Regions from separate parts of the Callithrix jacchus genome. Here region 1 is linked to region 2. Evidence: chromatin contacts called from public Hi-C data. All regions are on one chromosome and are shown on one strand. Each heading gives the region's core, a stretch centred on a gene start, on an enhancer-like site or on the middle of the called end of the contact. The rest is flanking DNA. Distances are from core to core; before and after follow the strand shown.

Region 1 (7,037 bases), core at 4,099-6,598, 180 kb after region 2:
TTATAAGGCCTCTCAACCACGCAGTGCAAGTCCCATATCCACCTACCAAAATGCCCAGGACCAAACTGGCACAGATAGATTCCTGGCCTCAATCTACCTTGACTACCCAGAGTTACTTTCTTTACCCTGAACTAATGATGCCATTTTACAAATTTAAGACCAACATTTCCCATCCTGTTTCAAGACCTTGGGAAGAATATATGGGGGCTCTCTTAAACAATCCCCTCTAATACCAAGCTCCTGACAAGGATGTTATAGGAAAGAATGCAAAAGGGACCGTGGACATGATGGGGAGTGATGGGTCTGCCTGCCAACTGCCAAATACAGGGCAGCTCTGCTATGTGTGTCAGACAAAATAAGGGAACTTTAAAAAGCCAAGGGATCTGCACCAATCACCAGTAGAAGGGACGCCAGGCAGGCCACCTTCTTGACAAGCTGGAGGCAATGTGAACACAACAGTCTCTTGGCCCTGCCCAGAGTCTCCCCCTAAGGTCCCCAGAGCCTGCCTCCCCACAGGGAAGGGAACGGATGTTTGCAGCCTGACGTGGGGTGTTGGCCTCAGGCACAGTGGCAACATTATGCCTGCCAGAGAACATGGCAGTGCTGTCATCCCTGAGGGGTTGCCAAGGCAGCCGTTTGCTGGGTGTTTGGCTTAGGAGAGAGGCTAAGGAACCCATAGCCCCTCCGCCCACACCCATACCCCAGGGAAGGGGTGATATTGCCTGACCGGGGCTGATGCCTGCTGGGCCAGGTTCCATTTCCTATGAATCCTGCACAAAGGAATTGTTCTCCCACACCATGGCCAAAGGCCAGTACTCTCCATGTCCCCCACCTCCTGGCCCTTGCTGGGATAAGAAAGAAGAAAGAGGCCTCAATCTGTCCCCCATGATGATCCCTCTCTGTACAGTCCTGCCATGCCTTACAATCAACCCACATTTGCACACTGACATGCACACAAACCCAAATACACACATACCTACACAACATGCATCCAAATGTGCCTCCCACCTTCCTGCAGGAGCTCTATTCACAGGAAGCCCACTCTGCCATGTTTCCTCCTGGCTTCTCCCTCCCAGAGTAGGGCATCAGGCAAGAATAAAGAGCCTGCCTTCAGGTGCCAGCTGTCCTAGCCGCATGCTCACTTCTGGGCAAGCAGGAAATGTCCCCAAGGATTAAAGTGTGTCACAAAACCATAACACAGGAAATTGCATCCTATAGCGGGGAGGGGGCTTCCGCTGACTAAAAATATATTTCCCCTCCTCCCAACTTCCGCCCAGAGGTTGACAAGAAACTGGGTAAAATTATGAATTCAAGGAACAGTGACAACAAGGAACAGCCACGAGGCTGACAAAGTGTGCCGATGAGATTCAGCCCTGGGGAAGGGGCACTTACATGCAGGAGGGAGCCCGGAGCTCCTTCACATATTTGCATTCTCCATGGATGCAGAAGTCCTTGTATTTCCGAAGACATGGGTCTCTCTTCTTCCCTAACCCCTTGCTCTTCTTCTTTCTTTTCCCGTGCTCCTCCTTGCTTGGTGTGGCCAGTGCTTGTGGCTTGGAGGATAAAGTGACTGTAGGAGAAAAGCACGCTGTTAAAGTCTGATCCTTTGGGAAGAAGATCAGAACAGCATAGTGCTTAAAAGGAGTATATACTCTTTGATCCCACCTGAAGTCAGAGATCTGGGAGGTCCCCTTAGCTCAGTGCCTCCCAAGAGGCAGAAGGAAGAGCAGGAAGATTGGGCAGAACCACCAGAAAGAGGGAACCTTAGTAGGAAGTAGAAGCTAGGGTGGGTCCCAAGGAAGGCATTCATAATCTCAGCCTAAGAGCCTCATTCTTACAATGCTTTTGTTGAGTAACTGCAGCTCACTGAGCAATTCTACCAACCTCACCTCCATTCCACTGTCCACCTTACACCCCCATCTCCTACTCCCCCATGCCCACTTCGTTCTATTTTGGCCTTAAATAGGCCTCATTTCCTGATGCTGTACTCAGTGACCCACTTGCAGAAAAACAGCGTCACATTCAAAAATTGCTTCTAGAGAAAGTACCTAGAGATTTTGGGGTTGAAGAGCTCCTAAAATAAGAACACTGTTCATGTGTTCAGGTGGTCCCCTCCGGAGCATCCCTTAGTACTGTGAGCCCAGGGCAGAGCCTGGCTCAGGAACAGCAAGCAGACCAGCCCCAGTCAGGGCCTTGCTTTTGCAACTTCAAGCAAAATATTTAACCTCTATGCCATTTACAGCTCATCCACTTTCTCAAAGATCCACTCATATTTAACCCACAATGTCCTGTTTATAGCTCTCTGGGTTGGGGGGTACAGGGTGTACAAGGAATAGAAAAATGGAAAGTGAGGAACTGTCCAGAAGGAACTGGAACAATGATGACTTCCCCTTCTTTCCATGCTTCAGACAGACTGGGGGAAAAACAACCTCACCCAGACATCCAGCTGGGACTGACCATGGACTATACCCATCAGCCCAATCCCACCCTCTTATCCCCCATCAGGAAAAAGGTGCCCACATCCATGGCTACAGCCATCAGTCTAGCAGAAGAGTGAGCATGATACATTAGACTAGAGACTTAGAGTCTCAAGCTGGAAGTGACTTCAAAGAATAACATGACGCCAGGCATGGTGGCTCACGCCTGTAATCCTAACACTTTGGGAGACTGAGGCAGGCAGATGACCTGAGGTCAAGAGTTCAAGACCAGCTTGGCCAACATGGCAAAATCTCATCTCTACTAAGAATACAAAAATTTAGCTGGGCATAGTGGTGCATGCCTGTAATCTCAACTACTAGGGAGGCTGAGGCAGGGGAATCGCTTGAACCCGGGAGGCTGAGATTGCAGTGAGCTGAGATCGTGCCATTGCATTCCAACCTGGGTGACAGAGTGAGACTGTCTCAAAAAAAAAAAAAAAAAAAGAATATCATGGCAGGCAGAGTGATTTACTCAAGGTCACGCAGAATTGGGATTAGAACTGTGGTCTCTGGACTCCATTCCAATGTCCTTCCTCATCACATCAAGCTGCCTCACACCACCCCATCTCCTCCTTCCCTCAAGTCTGGAGCACCTGAGATGCTGAGCCAGGCATGAATGGGCTCTGAAGTCCATAGACCTGTGCTCCAATTTCAGCCATATGACTGTGGGCAAGTCACTTAACCTCTCTGAACCTCAGGTTCTCAGGCAAATGTGGATAGAAGAATAACTATCTCAAAAGGTTGCTGTAAGTGTTAAATTAACCAGGATAACATATCAAGTGCCTAGAACACAGTAGGCATTTAATAAATGGTAGCAGTCATTTATTTTAAGTGATAGGATCCCCAGACTTGAAAAATAGTCCTTGCCCAGCAGAGCCAAGAGAAGGTTAGAGAAGTAGATGCCAGCAACCCCACAGTCCCTTATTTCCTCTCATCCAGTCCCAGGCCACCTCAGAGCTCAGAAGGTGATGCAGGTGGTCAGAGGAACCCAGGGACCAGAGCTTCCAGGAGAGCAAAGCAGGAGGGCCACGCCAATCAGAAAGGGGTGGGAAAAGATGCAGGGTGACAGCCAGGCTCCTGCCGTGGAGAAGGAGCAGTGAGTCAGGTCTGCAGAGGTATGAGGAGCAGTCGTGTGGGTGTGGGGTGGGGGTGGGGTGAGTCACAGCCCAGCCCTGCCCAGCCTAGGAGAGGGCCAGAAGAGTTCAGGCTGTTCAGGTCATGGGCAACCCCAGAGGGCCACTAGGGGAGGATGAAGCATGGAAGCCCAAGGCTCAGTTTTGGAGCACGTGCTTGATTTATACAAAGTAGAGAGAGTACCCAAGGGAAGCTCCTGGGAAGGAGGGAGAAAGGCAGCTGAGGAGCAGGAGGAGCTAGAACAGGTGGGCATCTGTCCAACCAAATATAGTCATTCAGAGTCCCTGCTCTACCCTGGAGAATCTCTTCAGGTCTGGAGGCAGGAAAGCTGGCAGGCTCTGGACTCTGCCCTGTGCCTGTACTTGCCCACAGCCAAAGAGGCTGGTTGGAGGATCTTACACAGCTCTCCCATTTGCAGTCTCCTCAGGAATGCAAGGTGCTCAGGAAGCCTTCAAGTTTCCCGTAGCATTCATAGATACCCAGCACTTTAACACAGCCCCCTAGAGGCCCAGTGCTCACCATTCACCGCCTCACCTACGGCAGCCAAGAGCTTCTCATTCCCTTCTGTTTCCCCAATCTGGTGACAGGTGGATGGAGGAGGCTAACATTGCACATTTTCTATAGATGTGCCTGGGCATCTCCTCATCGGTTACCTCTATTTTATACATAATAGTCATTTTGATGAGGGAATTAGAATTGGCACCCATTTTTACATAGTAACTCTAGGGAAAGCATCTCAACCATTCCTTGTTCCTATCTCCCAGCTTACCTAAGAAGAATGTAACAAACTCAAGACAACTTGCCTTTTTCAATTTGCCCCAAAGTACCCAGAAGGGCAGCAATCTAGCAGGCCAGGCCAATGGCAAGACAGAGAGTGGGACCTATATTCCAGGATCCCCCAGTGTCCGTCAGGCCCATCAGCTTTTCCCCAAGGTTCTCCATGAATATCCCCAACCCACAGTATTGGCCAAACAGCAAGAATCTTGGATCTGTTTATTTTTCAAGAGCCCACCAGGGTCCGAGGATGGACGGCCTCCACACCCACCTCTCAAAAGGTCCAGATCTGCCTCTTGCAAGTCACGGACTTTCCAGTCCCGGCCGCCTCCTAGGGGCAGCAGCTGGTCCGTGGATCCAGTGGGAGGGTCCGGGTTGCTGGTTCCAGCAGCTAGCCCTCTCCGAAGCCGCTCCAGGCTATCGCCAGTCACCAGCGCCGAGAGAACTGCAGGCGAGGGGCCAGGCCGCATCAGACACCCGCCCAGACCCCCGACTAACACGCATCGATGCCCACGCCCCTCCGCCAGAGCGCAAGGGCCCCACCAAGTGGCCCGTGCCGGGGGCGCTGCGGCGACCTTCCCCGGTGCCCCCAGCACAGCGCCCCCATCCCCCCGATCTCCGGGGGCGTCAGCAGTCCTCTTACCTGCAGCCAGAAAGAGCTTCAGCACCACCGACGGCGGCAGCTTCATGGTCCCGCACCGAGTGGAGGCGGCGAGGCACCAATCACTTTGGAGGCGGCGGCCACTGGGCGCTGGCACCGGAGCTGGGCGGCGGAGCTCAGGAGATTCCTCTGGGCACCGTTCGCCGCCCGCCTCTGCGTGCAAGCCTGGCCGCGACCCGCGCGCAGCTCGCTCTCGTTTAGTGTCTGTCTTGCTCACTCCGCCCGCCGCGTTCGCCAGACCCCGCGCGCCTAGGTCAGGCCAGCCAGAAGCTTGGACACCGTAGTTCCTTCGGCGAAATGAGCGCTGCCCGGCGCGCGGCCGGGAATAAGGCTCCGGGAGGCGCCGAAGCCCCGCCCTGCCCGGCGCCGCCCCCTCCCTCCTCCCGTGCTGGGAAGCTCGCCAGGCTCGCGGCGCCTGCAGCGCAGCCCCCGACCCCGCCACGGCGGCGGACCGGGCGGGAGGAGGGGGCGGCGCTCACATTTTTTGGGACCAGGCCGAGGCAGCCGCGGCCTGACTGTGGGTAAGGCTGCTGACTGGCAGGTGGCGGGGAGCGGTTCCTACCTTTCCCCAAACGCCTGTCGCGCTGCAGCCTTGTGACTGCGAGCTGAGTCCTGTCTGGGGCCTGGCATCTTGGGTCGTCTCAGCTCTCTACCAAGGGTCTCCATCCCTGTCACCCTCTAAGTTTTAGAAGCCCACCTTTTGGCCTATCAACATAGCAAGCATCAAATAATAATTAATTCATTTATCATGTAAGATTTAGACGCATGAATGCCAGCTGTATCATGAACCCGAGATAACCAGAGTTGAAGTTGCAGGCACTTGGTATCAATCCAGCAAAAGCAAAGGAAGTTAGTACTCTCCCAGAGCCTGGAGTGGCGTCCTCCCATCTTTCCCCCAGGGACATTAGGATTTTTGAAGTATGGATTATAATTCCCAGGCTTCTGAGATTGGAGAGACACAGGTTGTGAAACAAGCCTTATTCTTTTCCTTGCCTTTGACTGCCACCTTTTTCCTCAACATAAACAATGAGCCTCCCTCCCATAGGACCCAGCTGGCTACCCTAGATTGCTGTTTCACAGGCACGGAGTGTTTCTCTTTCAACCCCTGTGCTTTTACAGGGGTCTTCTGGAGTCACTATCCTGATCCAAAGAAATGAGTCTCTCAGTAGGTATTTCAGTTTCCAGGGACGTGCTGGGGAGAGACTTGTTTGACACAGGGCTGGGTTGGCTTTCAGAGCCCTCAAATTGTGCCAGATAGAGCTCTTGCCTGATTCTGCCTGTGTGTAGGGATAAAAACAGGCCTGCTATTTATACGCAGTCTATCCCACTGTCCCTATCCCCACCTTTGCAGGGGTCAATCTGGCCCTGCCCTCTTAACTTGCCCCCAGCAACCCAGGCCTAGGTTTCCATAGTGCACTGGAATCCTACAGATCTGAGTTTGAATCCTGCCTTTGCTATTTACTGTGTGACCTTGGACAAGAAAATTTCACTGAGCCTCAGTTTTGACATCTCTCAAATGGAAAAAAATAATAACTACTTCGTTGGAAGCTTTTTGAGAAATGAATGTGGGAACACATAAAAGTAGCATAGTGCCAGGCACGGTATAAGCTCTCAGTAAATGTGACCCATTATTATTGTTGCTGTTAATAATAATCACTAGGCACTTGACCATTCTATTTCCTTAGAGGCCTCTTTTCTCTCCCTTCCCCAGATCCCTTACCTTCCCCCAGGCCAGGTCTGAGGCTCCATGGTATAGCTGGGCTGGTTTCAGATGGAAGCTCACCTGTCACCTATTTGGCTAAGAGCCACTGTTAGATTATCCTTTTGGGTGATCAGTATCGGGCCTAGGACCTCAGTGCATGGTCACCGCCCAGGCCATGCCTTTGCCCTCCCTCAGCAGCTGCCTAGATACCTACTTCCCCAAAACAAAGCCACTTTGGGGTCAAGGCTCTCCCCAGGGAAGGGTGGAGAGAAACACTTCCTGACACATG
Region 2 (7,536 bases), core at 2,688-5,187:
GCATCCATCAGGCTGATCTTACACTATGCTGATAATTTCATTATTATCTTTGCTCATTCATTTATTCATTCATCCAGCTGCTACATATTTACCGAGCCCCTGCCCCAGGTGCTCAGATCACTGCCCTGACCCAGAATGCTCTCTTCACCTACCACCTCTCCAAATCCCGCCTATCTTTTTGCTTTTTTTTTTTTTTTTTCCTGAGACAGAGTCTGACCCTCTATCCCTGCCCTCCTCAGATCTGCCAAACACCTTAGGTTGGAGTGAAGTGGTGCAATCTTGGCTCACTGCAACCTCTGCCTCCTGGGTTCAAGCAGTTCTCCTGCCTCAGCCTCCTGAGCAGCTGGAATTACAGGCATGCACCACAATGCCCAGCTAATTTTTGTATTTTTAGTAAAGATGGGTTTTTGCCCTGTTGGCCAGACTGGTCTTGAATGCCTGGCCTCAAGTGACGCACCTGCCTTGGCCTCCCAAAGTGCTGGGATTAAAGGTGTGAGCCACTGCGCCTGGCCAATCCTGCCTGTCTTTCAAGGCTCTGCTCCAGACCCTTCCTTTCTTGCATCCGACCTTAGTTAATGCAGCTGGCATGGCCCCTCTTTTCATGAACACTGAGGGCATGGAAGGACATGATATAGTTTACCATTCAATTTCACAGCAGCCTGGCAAGGTCTCACATTGTCTCATCTTCCTATCAGATTTCAGATGCCTGACCAAGCCTGGGTACATGCTCCTTCTGTATCCATCAGTGTTAAGTGTACATTAGGCATTCAAGAAACATTCTTTCATCCAATTGTTCAGAGAACAAATGTGATCCAATAAAAATACAATGGTTTAAAAAATTGCTGTTTAAAAAATATTATGAGTTTGGGTTCTGTTTCTTTGCCCTGGAATTCACCTAAAGTTTATGATAGTTTTGTGAAGTAGGTATTATCCCTATTTTACAGATAAGGCGGAGGCCCAAAGAAGGTGAGTAATGTGGCCAAGTTCACAAAATGGATAAATCTCAAACACAGGCTCCCAACCACTGCACCATGCTGCCTCCACAATCCTTGGATGGTTCTTCTGGATGAACAAATATTGAAAATTGATTGCAACTTCTGTGACTAGTGGACTTTCACAGCAAATATGCTTGGTCAGGGCCTTGTACCCTGACATTTTTCTTTTATTTCCAGGAATGGAAACCCACGCTGCTATTGTGAAGACACTTGATGAAACTCCAGCAACTTCTATAACTGGCTTGGGGCTTAGTCCTGGGACCCGAGGTCAAAATCCTAGAAAAGAGCCATGTGAGATGCATTCCCTGGCCACATCTCTGTTCTTGGATGCTGCCCACAATACTCCTTGAGTTTTTACTCACATGATAACACTTTCCTCAGCATGGATGTCGGGGTGGGGGTGAGGAATGTTCTATTTTTCCTTCAATGGTTATGCTGTGACCCTACCAACTCAGTAAAAGGGGAGTGGCCAGGGACCTTACTGAGAATGTGTCCTAGTATCTTTTCTCCCTCACCACAGCCTCCATATGTCCCAGCTGCCATAAGAAGCTTGCCTCCCTTCTAAGGGAATTACCCTTGCCTTCCACTCCATCCTCACCTTGCCCTGCCCAGATTAGAGGCACAGAGCCATGTTCCATGGGCCTGAAAAACTGTCCAGCCAAAAAGCCTGACTGTCTTGATGAGTCCTATCAAGGTATAGTTGTGGACGTGCCTCCTTCTGCTCTTCCCTCTGCATTAGTGCTCTGCAAAGGGTGGCTCTTGCCCTCAGATGGTCCAAAGATAGTATGGGATGTGCATGGATGACCTTCACTCTTCAGAGGCGAACAAACAATGCTACTCTTCTCTAACAGCCTCTGAAGGACACCACCTACTGCCTGGTTCTGAGATGTTTGCTGTCCGAGAGTCTCTCACCTGCTTCTTCCTCCCCATCAGTTCTCCCTTTTGTAGCCACTCAGCCTCCCTTCTCTTAATGCTCTTAGCACCCTTTCCTGGTTCTCTATTTACCCTACCCTCCCTTTCAGCAACCCCTTCCCAAACCACTGCCTACTTCTCCTTTCTTTCCAATCCTTCCTCCCTTCCCAGCACTTTCCCCCTCCATTGAATCCATCAAGCCTCATTCCGGCCCAACTCCCCTCACCCTCTAGCCCTGCCCTCCTCAGATCTGCCAAACACCTCAGGCCTGGCTGCCTCTGTCCTGTTCCCACCAACCTCCTGACCATGTTTCTTTGCTCCTTGGGACCTGGGCTCACATTTTCAATCTCTTCTCTCCTGTTAGTACAGCTCTATCTAGAGCCATGATTCTTCTCTACCTTTCACAGTGGTCTTTCCCATTTATATGTTTCATTTTTTTCTAAGTATAAAAATTTAAAAGTACCACTTAAATACTATGATTAAGTCATAATAAACAGTACAAGTTATACTTGAATGTGAGACGTACCACTCATACACGTTTCATTTTCAAGGACCGCATCTCAATCAATCTGCCCATGGCCCATTGCCTGACACTAAAAGATGCTCACAATAAATTGATTATCAATTAACTTCTTGGTCTAAGATCCTACACTCTGAGAGGGAAGGTTGCAATACATATGAAACCTTCTTAACAGTGCAGGGATGAGGAGAGTAAAACTAAAATGAAAGTCAGCAAGTAGTAAAGGTATAAAATAGGCAGTGACTCTAACACTGAGACCTCCAGGTGATGTTAAATTTTAATTTCAAAGTGGATAGTCCATGTGAGAAGACTAGAAAGTCACAAAGGTGTAAGCATATCATTATATTAGCGTGGTGCAAAAGTAATTGCTGTTTTTGCCTTTTAAAAAAATTGCAAAAACCCGGTGGCTCACGCTTGTAATCCCAGCACTTTGGGAGGCCGAGGCGGGTGGATCACGAGGTCAAGAGATCGAAATCATCACGAGGGGGGGTCAACGTGGTGAAACCCCGTCTCTACTAAAAATACAAAAAATTAGCTTGGGCATGGTGGCGCGTGCCTGTAATCCCAGCTACTCAGGAGGCTGAGGCAGAGGTTGCGGTGAGCCGAGATCGCACGCCAGCCTGGGTAACAAGAGCGAAACTCCGTCTCAAAATAATAATAATAACAATAATTTCAAAAACCACAATTACTTTTCCACCAACCTAATAGCAAGCAAGGGGAAGGAATCTGGAGAGAAAATCAATTTGTAATATGAAAAATAAAAATTTGTTGGCAAGTAGGACTTGCAAGCTTGTTCTAGGCCTTGCTCTGGGAGCTTTTCGGTGACTTCTCTTTCTGTTGGAATAGAAGAAGGTTCTTCAGGACAGAAGGTTCTGTCCCCTTTCCCCCTCCTGATGTAAATGAAGTCTTATTACACTCTAAAGTACTGGCCGGACTACTTGTTGCAAGGTTTATGGGGAAAAGTTGCCACAGAGCAATCCAGTTATCAGCCTCAGCCTCAGTCCTCTCAGGTACAGTTCGGGAAGTAAGCCTCAAACCTAGCTGGGTCTGGATCAACACGATACGAGGAGGCAGCAGCCCGTAGCTAACCCCTCTTGACACGTACTGGGCAGAGTCCCGTATGGACGCTGGTCCTGCCTCGCAGGCACCTGCACTAGCGGCGTGGGGGCATCGGATGGAGTCTTGGAGAACCGATCCAACCAAGGGGAACGCCTGTGAGAGTCCCAAGTAACCATCGCAGCTGGGAGGCCCGCGTAGGAAAGCCAGACGCCTACCTCGCGTCCAGCAACGTAGACTGCCGCAGCGAGCTTCCGGCGGCGCTTAGAGGCGGAGCGGCTGGGGGCGGGGCTCGTGCTGTGACGCCCGCCTCGCCTCGCCTCGCCCCGCCCCGCGCGCGTTGCCAGGGTGATCAGGTGACTCCCAGTTCGTTGCGCTTGGGGCTGCCGTGACGTCAGGCGCGAGGCAGCGCCTCAATCGCTCCGAGACAGGTGCGGTCTGGTCCGGGCTCCTCAGACCCAGACCCGACCGTTATCCAGTCGGTTCGTGGAGAGGAGAGGTGAGACGCGGCGGACCTGACCCGGCCCAGCTGGGACCAGGAGCGGGAACAGGGGCGGACAGGGCGCGTCCCGGGATGTGTGCGCCCCGGAGCTCCCCAGAGAGCGCCCAGAGAACTGGCGGTCACTCGGGCGGACCAGGCTCAGGCAGGGGCTCGCGCAGCCCCTGAGGAGGGGTAGGGAGGCACGGAAACGGCTGCCGCTGGCTGGACTCCTCCCGGCACCCCGCGGCTACTCTGGGGCTCCGGGTCGCTGCGCCGCGCGTCCGGGCGGTGGACTCACAGGGGCTCCGCGTCGCTGCGGTTCTCTCCTCACAAGGAGTCAGCGGGCTCGGAGCCGGGCCCGCCACACCCTGTCCCGGGGGACGTCCGCGGGAGGCTTCTGGATTTCCTCGCCCTGGGCTGCGATTTCTGAGGCGCTGCTCTGCGGGTTCCGAGCTGGGCCACCCGGAGGCAGAGGGCTGGTCGCAAGCCCCGCGAGTGGGAGTGGGGCGGGGGTGACTGGAAGTAACTAGGGAACGCAAAGCCGGCGTTCGGCGGCCGGGGTGTTCAGAGAAGGCGTTGTTTGCAGGGGAAAGGAATCCTGGCTGCTGTTGAGAGCGGAGGATTGGGATCTGAGCGGACCTGTTGGAGGAAGTGAAATCTGAGCGGGGTCCTGACGGGTGGAGACTAATCTCCTGGTAGCGGCGGGGGTTGCAAGGGGAGAGAAGGAGGGGACGCCCCCTGGGGAAGGAGACCGTGAGGAAAAACGATTTGGGGACTGACTGGACCATGTGCTGGGCCGTTTTGGGGGAAAAGTTTTTGATAATTAGGTTAGGGAAGGTTAGGAAAGAACTCTTGAGTGCCCAGCTGAGAGGCACTGTGTGCTGTGGTGAGCCATTGAAACGTTGACTAGATTGGGGTAGGAGGAACACTGAGGAAGTTGGTGTGACATTCCGGCAAAGAGGTGAGGAGGAACTTCGTATGACATTCCGGCAAAGAGGTGAGGACACTCTTCTCTGATGGGATTCCTCGAACCCTGCTTATGAAATACTTGTAACCGACAAGGGTAGGGGCTCAGGCAGCCGGGTGCTTTCTCCAGCCATTGTTGGCAGATTTTTAAAATTTTAATTAACAAAAATTATGCATATTTATAGATTTATGCAATATGATACATGTAAACTTTGTGGAGTAATTATGTTAGCAGATTTTTGAAAAATTCCTTCTTATGAAAGGACTCACCCAAGAGCAGCTCATTTTCGAGTATCTCATTTGATTGGATTTAATAACTTGTTGAAAGCTATGCTTCCCTCAGTATTCAGGAGGGTTGTAGGTCCCTTTGCCCTTTGCCCTTCAGAGGTTTCAGAGTGTCTTACAAACACCTCTTATCCCTAGGGTGAAATCCAAACCTCAAATGACTGGTAGGAGATTTAATAGGGGGAAGTTATTAAAGGAGAATCAGCACCCAAAAACATCCATACGGGGCACTGGGTGAGCTGAAAAGAGTCCCATACTCTTTGTTAACAGTAGATCAAAGATCTCTAGCCCTTTCCTACCAGCTTCTATGAGTTTCTCAGTGTAAGGCTGCATAAGTGTTAGTTGGCCATTTTGTCTTAATTTCCTGAGCAACAGGAAAAAAGTATTTTGGTTATATGAAGAGGAATGCCTTGGTGATTTATGATATTTCCTGGCCCTGAAATTTATTGATGCTGTGACCAAAAAATACACAGCTGTCCATTTATTTGTTTTTGAAACAGAGTGTCGCTCTGTCACCCAGGGTGGAATGCAGTGTCGAGATCTCGGCTCACTGCAACCTTCATCTCCTGGGTTCAAGAGCTGTCTATTTTATATTGAAACTTACCAACATCTGTTTTCTGGGAGGTAGTGAAATTTATTTTGTATTTCTTTGACTCCAGAAAGCAGAATTGGGCCTCCAGGGATCCCGTACAGTAAAAGGCAGGTTTGGGAATTGCTAAGGAAGGTGGCCGTAGCTGATTTGTGCATAAATATAGAAAGCAGTGCAGCAGTCAAAGGAGGGCAAATCCAGGGTGAGACCTAGAGAAACGGGATTTCCAGTCAGGTCAGTGAAGTCATTCACTGTAAAAGAAGCCCCGAAGTGTGCAAAAGACCAGAGTAGTTCCCCCCGCCCCCTCCCCCCCCCCCCCCCCCCCCCCCGCGTGTGCCTGTTGAGTGGTAGAGATTATGATAGTGATTTTTAAGGGGCTTTTTGGGAGCCTGTTAATATTAAGAATTGCTGGAATCAGATGTCTTGGCCACATTAAAAAATTTGAAAAGTAACTATTTTCTAAATTTCTTTGATAATATTTGAAACAACTAATTATACTTCCCTTGGAAAGAACAGTCCACCCCCTCCTTTCCCAAACAAAATAACTATGTGCTGTCAGGGCAGTTAAGTAGGCCAAAAGTTTTTGGAAATTTTCAGCTTTCATTCACCCCTGCCACCCCCCACAAGTTTTCCCATTGGTAGAGAACTTCAGACTTTACTGTCAGGAAGAAAAATGTTAGTGTGTTTCCCTAAATACAAACTATAATAAACAACAGGGCTGGCCTTTAACAGAAATGCTCTTAAGGGGAACTGGACTGAGCTGAAAGGCAGGGCTGGGGTATGGGCAGGAGTGTTTTGAACTCACCTTTTGTCACCTAAGGCCTTGAGCAGGGCACTCCTTTCTTGGCACGGAAACATTCTTTGACCTTGAATGCAGGTTAGTACCTCCTCACAGAGGTACTGAGAATTAATGACAGGCTTATATGAATTTTGAGTTCCTCCAAAGCAGAATTTTAATTTTTGGATGATGGTATATTTTGAGATGTGATAACATTTTTTAAAAAGAGGTATAAGTTCTAAATTTTTGGAAAAGTCTTATTCAAGACCTTCCTTTTTTTCTTTTCTTTTTTCTTTCTTTCTTTCTTTCTTTTTTTTTTTTTTTTCCAGAAACAGCTTGCTATGTTGCCCAGATTGGTCTCTTAACTCCTGGGCTCAAGTGATCCACCCACCTCAACCCCCTGAGTAGCTGGACTACAGGCAACCATACTTGGCTATATAAGGCCTTTTTGCTGGTTTGGGTTTTTTTTTTATGTTTTTGAGACAGGGTCTGACTCTGTTGCCTTGGTTGGAGTGCAGTGGTGTGATATCAGCTCACTGCAACCTCCGCCTCCTAGGCTCCAGCCATCCTCCTATCTCAGCCTCCCAAGTAGCTGGGACTACAGGCATGCACTACCATACCTACCTAACATTTTGTGTTTTTCGTAGAGATGGAGTTTCACCATGTCGCCCAGGTTTGTCTCAAACTCCTGGGCTCAAGTAATTGCCTGCCTCAGCCTCCCAAAATGTTGGGATTACAGGCATGAGACACCACACCTGGCCTTTTTGCTGTTATATTCTGGGGCTTTATGGGCTTGGTTACTAATCAGCCTATAATCAAGATCTGAGGCCTGGTGTGGTAATCCCAGAACTTTGGCAGGCTGACGCAAGAGGATCGCTTGAGCCCAGTTAAAGACCAGCCTGAGCAACATAGGGAGACCCCATTGCTACAAAAAAATTTTTAAAAATTAGCTGG

Evidence for each region. A called contact is a pair of places that touch in the nucleus more often than the background predicts.
Region 1: a Hi-C map of skeletal muscle shows a contact between it and region 2, with 2.3 times the contacts expected there. The contact joins the promoter of HBEGF here to the promoter of CYSTM1 in region 2. A contact is called at or near these places in 2 of 3 Hi-C or Micro-C datasets (both in skeletal muscle).

What each region holds. Positions count from the first base shown.
Region 1 is chr2:38,716,561-38,723,597 of calJac240_pri, forward strand. HBEGF (heparin binding EGF like growth factor) reads right to left here and starts at 5,349. Exons shown (of 6, transcript XM_002806593.5): 1 at 5,029-5,349; 2 at 4,657-4,830; 3 at 1,393-1,570. The coding sequence starts at 5,074.
Region 2 is chr2:38,540,991-38,548,526 of calJac240_pri, forward strand. CYSTM1 (cysteine rich transmembrane module containing 1) reads left to right here and starts at 3,938. Exons shown (of 3, transcript XM_035286016.3): 1 at 3,938-3,982.